Linked DNA regions of Xenopus laevis: region 2 is linked to region 1. The links are chromatin contacts, called in public Hi-C maps. All regions are on one chromosome and are shown on one strand. Each heading gives the region's core, a stretch centred on a gene start, on an enhancer-like site or on the middle of the called end of the contact. The rest is flanking DNA. Distances are from core to core; before and after follow the strand shown.

Region 1 (2,700 bases), core at 165-2,664:
TTATTTACTGGCCAGCTGGCAACCATTGCCGTAATAGACGTTTTGTGACCCCCATTAGCAGCTGTTTGGGGTGTATCACTTTGCAGCAAATAATGGCTAGTGTTAATGGCTCTAAAGTGGAGCCGGAATCCTTCACCCCAAGGGATGGTTGGTGGCTTAAATGGGATCCTGTAAAGGCTTGCCACATGGTGACAAAGCTCAGGCAGAATTGACTGCATTTTATCTGGGTGTTTTTTTGTGTTTTATATCATCTTCTTTCTAGTCAGTGAAGGAAAGCTGCTTGGTAGTGATGGGCGAATTTCTTCAGTTTCGCTTCGCCACAAAATTCGCAAAATTGTTAAATTCAGAAACTTCACGAATAAAACGTGAAATTCGAATGGTTTCAGGAAAAAATCGTGCAATTCTAAAGTTTTCACTAAAAAAATAGAGCAATTCGAATGTTTCACGAAAAAAATGAGCAATTCGTACGTTCTCACTAAAATCGAGCAAATTCGAATGGTTTCACTAAAAAAAATCGGAAATTGACGCTGGTGAATTTTCGTAGGAGATTCGTGAGTTTATTCGCCGGCAGCTGTAAATTTGTGCCAGTCTAATTTATTCGCCCATCACTACTGCTTGGGTAAATCACTTGTTTCTTCTGAAAACCTGCATTTCTATCCAGAAACCCGTTAGCCAGAAAGTTCCAAATTTTGGGGAGAGGCTATTACCCATAGTCTCCGTGTTAATCAAATAATTCAAATATTTAAAAATGATTTCCTTTATCTCTGTAATAATAATAATAATAAAACAGGGTGGTATACGTGATCCAAGCTAAGATATAATTAATCAACAATCCTATTGTGTTTAAATAAGCGTTAAAATATTTTTTTTAGGAAACTTAAGGTATGGAGATCCCAACTATAGAAAGACCCCTTATCCGGAAAACACTAGGTCCCGAGCATTCTCGATAACAGGTTGTACTAGATATCTTGCCCTGCAAGAAACAAGAATCTTGGCACAAACAAGGGTAACAGAATGAAAACAAGGGCTGGAAATTCATGCTCACAAGAGCTTACAGTCTGTTTGTGTGGTATATTGTTACAAGAACTCTGATTCGAATAAAGGTAGTACGTTCCTGTCCTTGCACGAAATTCCGTGTGTTTTTTTAACGATAACACGATGCACTGTGTGTTACTAGTTTAACCAGTACCATCTAGAGATAAATGCTGCTGCTGTTCTCTGTGACAGAGCAGATCCAAGTACATATTACGGGGGGAGTGAGGTACCTCAGGGCTCAGGATCAGAACCGTGAAAAGTGTTTGTGGCTGAAGAAGAATAAGCGTTGCCGGGAAAGCCCATACCTCCAGCCCACTGTATTGGGCAGGCTCCTCCCCAGCCGCAGAAGCCAGGGCTGGAGGTGTTTCATTTCCTAAGGAGACACAGTTAGTGCGCACAGAGAGTAGTATGAGAGTGGAGGTGCCTCCCCAGCAGCGCCACATGGTGCCTGCCAGTTCCCTGTCGGACATGCACATTAGGCAATGAACGGATGGGGATGAAGTCCAGCAGCAGCTGCAGCAACGGGCGGCCGGACTTTGAGCCTGCGCCTGGGGGAGTTCTGATGGAGAGTTCGAGTCCATGCGCATCTTATTGTTGCTTCTTTCTCTTTCTGTAGCCCTTGCTGGAGGAAAGCCAGACTTGGAAAGGATGCCGACTGGTTCAGCAAGTGAATGAAGAGGTAAGAATGTGTCTGCTGTACTTCCCTTACCTGTTGCACCCTGCCTTGTGCCTACTGGAAGCTCCCAGCCCTCGCATGCACTGAGCACCAGTACTCTTCTTTTTAATGAACTTTCTACAAAGCACACCTTCTCTTCATTGACAGTGGATGGGAACTTTAAGCATCTCTGGTTGAAATAAAAAGCCACCTTATTGCACCTTGCTCAGCATCACCAAAGGAATCAATTAGAAGATAAGGAAAGGGTGTCAGGGATATCCTTTGTCTGCCAAAAGAATGCAGGTAATTTCCCTCCTGCCACGCAGAACTCCCATTTATTCTGGAGGGTACAAAAGGGGGAACTCTGTTCTATATTGTCTGCATCACCGTGCCTTTAACCCTCTGACAGCCGGAACAGCTGCAGTCCATTTTGAGAAATAAACTTTCATAGACTTTGATCTACTAAAATGTTAAGTAACTTAGAGGGTTGTAATAGATTCCCCCCTTTTTTTTGCAATCATCCTAGTTTTTATGTTCCTTCTCCCCAATTTACTCACCCCCTCCCCACTGCAATTGATATTCTGCTAGAAATTCCCGATTAATTCCAGATTAATATGCTGAACATCAGTAAAGTGAAACCGAATGAGTCTCCTTTGTTAAACTACAGTACTTTAGGTGCCATGTGGGAGTATTACAACAAGCTGTGCGAGGTGGGTGGGGCAAATGGTAAATTATTTATGCTCTACTTGCATCCTAATTAAATATTAATCACATAATACATTCTGATTTATGAAAGCTAATTTGAGTTCTAGTACAATTTATCATATTCTGCATAATATTGAGAGAATAAATGACAACTTCATTCGAAGTATTTTCGGGAATGTTCTTTCAGAGAATATCCAGTTATTTTCCATCCAGTAAAGCAATGGAAAAATGTATGTATAGCCTCGTTTTTGTAGTTCTTTACTCTGACCATCTGCACCCAACTGGAGTACTCTGTAAACAGTGAT
Region 2 (3,047 bases), core at 106-2,605, 110 kb after region 1:
GTGTTTTCCCTTTCTAAAAAACATTTCTGCCCTGAACAGAGTGACATTTAGGGCAGAGAAACGCTGCTATTTCGGGAGAATAGTCAACCAGTGAAAAATTGCTTCTTCTTCAGGTGACTAACCTCCCCAAACTGCCTTCCCGCCGGCGATTTACATTCTAGCTTTGGCTTTCTGAAGTCACCCGAAGTTTCCTCGTGAGGCAACATTCGGACGATTTTGGAAAATGAAGTGTTCCGAGTGCCATCATGCGGCGATTTACATTCTAGCCGGTGGGAAGGCAGTTTGGGGAGATTAGTCGCCCGAAGAAGCAATTTGTCGATGGCCGACTAATCTCCCTAAATAACAGCGTGTGTCTCTGCCCTAAGTCTGATGTTGTCCCCATTCACAGAGCAACAGGGGACAATGAAAAGGTTTGATGAGCATGGAAATTATGTACGCCCGCAGGCTTGGTCACCCATAACTATCATATTACCTGTGTGTTATTCTTCTGGTAAATGTGGATAAATAAATGGGTAAATAACCGTACAACTGTTATAACCTTGATGTTCCCATCACTCTCCAGAATAGCATTCCTGGGTATAAAAAATACTTACATTAAACAGTGCTGTCCAGAAAGGTAAAAAATACCATTATTACTCTTCTAGAAGATTCATGTTTCCTGCTGTATTTCACAGTTACTGCAATGGCATTTTCCAATAAATCAAAGAATGTAGGTGCTAATGGGTAATGTAATAGAAGGTCTAATAATCCAAGGCATCCAATCTTCAGGTAGCATTTACTGGTCATTTGTTTGAAAGGAAACATCTGTGGAATACTAGATCTCAGGCAAACACTGCGCCTTTTATTACATAACTATATTTGTCTCAAAGATCTAAATAAAAACACTAGAAAACCCAAGACTTTCAGATAATTATAATGCTTTTTTTTCTAGTAACACATGCACTTGTTTAAATAAATATGGAGTCATAGGCCACAGGTCACAGAAAGGACACACGCATATGCAGTCATACTGCTCAAAGAAAATATTTCAATATGAAATAAAAAAGTTTTCCCCATCTCACCATGACATACTAATTATAAAATGATTTTACATCATCTTCAATGAACCAGTTCACTTCTATGTCTGCTAAATCTAGCACAAGGACTGACTAAACTTAAAAACCGCAGGGTGACAATTTTTCCCGTCCCTGAAACACTACTAGACATTTCCCGACTGGTTTATTCTGACACTTTCAGCAATGATTTACCATAACAAGAGGACCATTTAGCAGACAAGTCAATTACAGGTTTGTCAAAGATTTATGTATATATAGTCCATATAACATTAAAAAATGCAGCACGACATGAGCGTTCATTTGCACTTTTTTACTGCATCTAGACTAGGTCACTTAGAAAGTAAGCCACCCAGTGGATAATTCAGGGCATTGCTGGCACTTCTTTTAGTACACTAATGATAACTTTAGGAATATACAGATTTACAAACCAGAAATTTGTGTGTTGCTTAAGTTAACATTTGGCTGCAACTAATACACTCATGCTGTGAGACACTGACAGATTTTATCTGCTCTAATTGGTTGATTCCAGCATGGAAGCATTTACATCTTAAAAACTATGGGGGACACCTGGTTTTTTTATGCAATTAGAACTTGCCTCCAAGCCTGGAATTCCCTGCTTTGAGGCCACTGGGAGTAATAAATATCCAAGGGATTGGGGAGCAACATGTTGCTCGCGAGCAACTGGTTGGAGATCACTGGCCTAGAGGCACGGAAATGAGCAGGGAGCATGGGAGCTTCATTTTATTACCCAGTAGTACTACATCATAGACTCTAAGAGCTGTGGCACTTAAAGATTTAATTGGCTGTTTGTTTTTTAAAAATGTATTTTAAAAAGTTCAAAAACAAAGCAGACAGGTTTTTCATTTAATGTTTTGTTTTAATTTCTATAACATTATTTACTTTTAGCCAGTCTATGTGTTGCTATTAGAGTTATATGCCTCCTTTGTAGCCATTTAACTACTGTACCATACTGTGCCCTTGTTTGTGCCCATTGCATTGTAAAGCATTACATACTCAAATCATATCCCTTAATTAACCAATTGAAGGAAATTCTCCACCCTATAAAACCTATAATAGGTATTTCTATCCCTTAATGAATACTCACTTAAAAAATAGCATGATTATGGAATTTTGTTTAGTTTTAATGCCTAAAAAAATAAATAATTCATAGCAGCATCAGCAGTTGGTGCAATATCAAATAAACTGTAATCTCTAGGAGTTTGCGCTTGGTCTCTATAAAGCCATTCAAGTTGCATAAAAATACAATATACTCAAACCAAATTACTGTAAGAATTAAATAAAGTTGGCGGAGGATGATAGTTTAATCCAAGCACTATGTACACTTGTAGTGCTATATAGATATATACAATACAGGTAAGGGCAGAGACGGACACTAAAATATGGGGAGATTTAGCCACCTGGCGACTAATCGCCTCTTCTTCGGACGACTAATCTCCCCGAAAACCTTCCCGCCCTAACATGAGGCAAATACGGGCGACTTTGGAGAACGAAGCACTCCGAGTGCCATCCTGCCATCCTGCCGGTGATTTAGATTCTAGCCGGCGGGAAGGCTGTTCGGGAAGATTAGTCGCCCGAAGAAGAGGCGATTAGTTGCCGGGCAAATAAATCTCCCCAAAGTGCTTGCCATCTGAGTTTATCAAGATAAAGGATCTTTTTGAATTTGCATTACCTTTCCTTAAGTCCACTAAAAAACAACTCTACAGGAAATGGTCTTCCTCTTATCCTGCTCTTTCTGGATATATTTCCAGTTAATACAATACAAGAACAATCTAACTTTTCCAAAACTGGGGAGCTCACTTCAGAAGCCAGAGAAACAGGCACCACCGAGAGATGAGATTTTTTAATTCTATATGGCTGCTGTACATCTAGGCATATCAGATCAATCAAAGCATGTATGTGCCCAAAAGGAAGATTGTGATCTGGCATTAGATCTTTATTGGGCACTGTAGATCACAGCAAGTCAGCCTTTTC

The links. Hi-C and Micro-C count contacts between places; a contact is called where the count stands out from the background.
Region 2: a Hi-C map of the XTC cell line shows a contact between it and region 1, with 3 times the contacts expected there. The contact joins two enhancer-like sites. A contact is called at or near these places in 2 of 4 Hi-C or Micro-C datasets (the XL177 cell line and the XTC cell line).

The regions. Positions count from the first base shown.
Region 1 is chr1L:146,651,682-146,654,381 of Xenopus_laevis_v10.1, forward strand. It overlaps LOC121394205 (aminopeptidase O-like), which reads left to right. Exons shown (of 15, transcript XM_041564512.1): 11 at 1,652-1,714. Among protein-coding and RNA genes, the nearest start is that of fancc.L, 160 kb to the right of the region's middle. Within about 2 kb of position 1,415, at least 5 of the 7 cell types and tissues checked have an H3K27ac peak or open chromatin away from gene starts, as enhancers often do.
Region 2 is chr1L:146,765,551-146,768,597 of Xenopus_laevis_v10.1, forward strand. fancc.L (FA complementation group C L homeolog) reads right to left here. Exons shown (of 13, transcript NM_001171869.1): 9 at 473-572. Among protein-coding and RNA genes, the nearest start is that of fancc.L, 46 kb to the right of the region's middle. Within about 2 kb of position 1,356, at least 1 of the 7 cell types and tissues checked has an H3K27ac peak or open chromatin away from gene starts, as enhancers often do.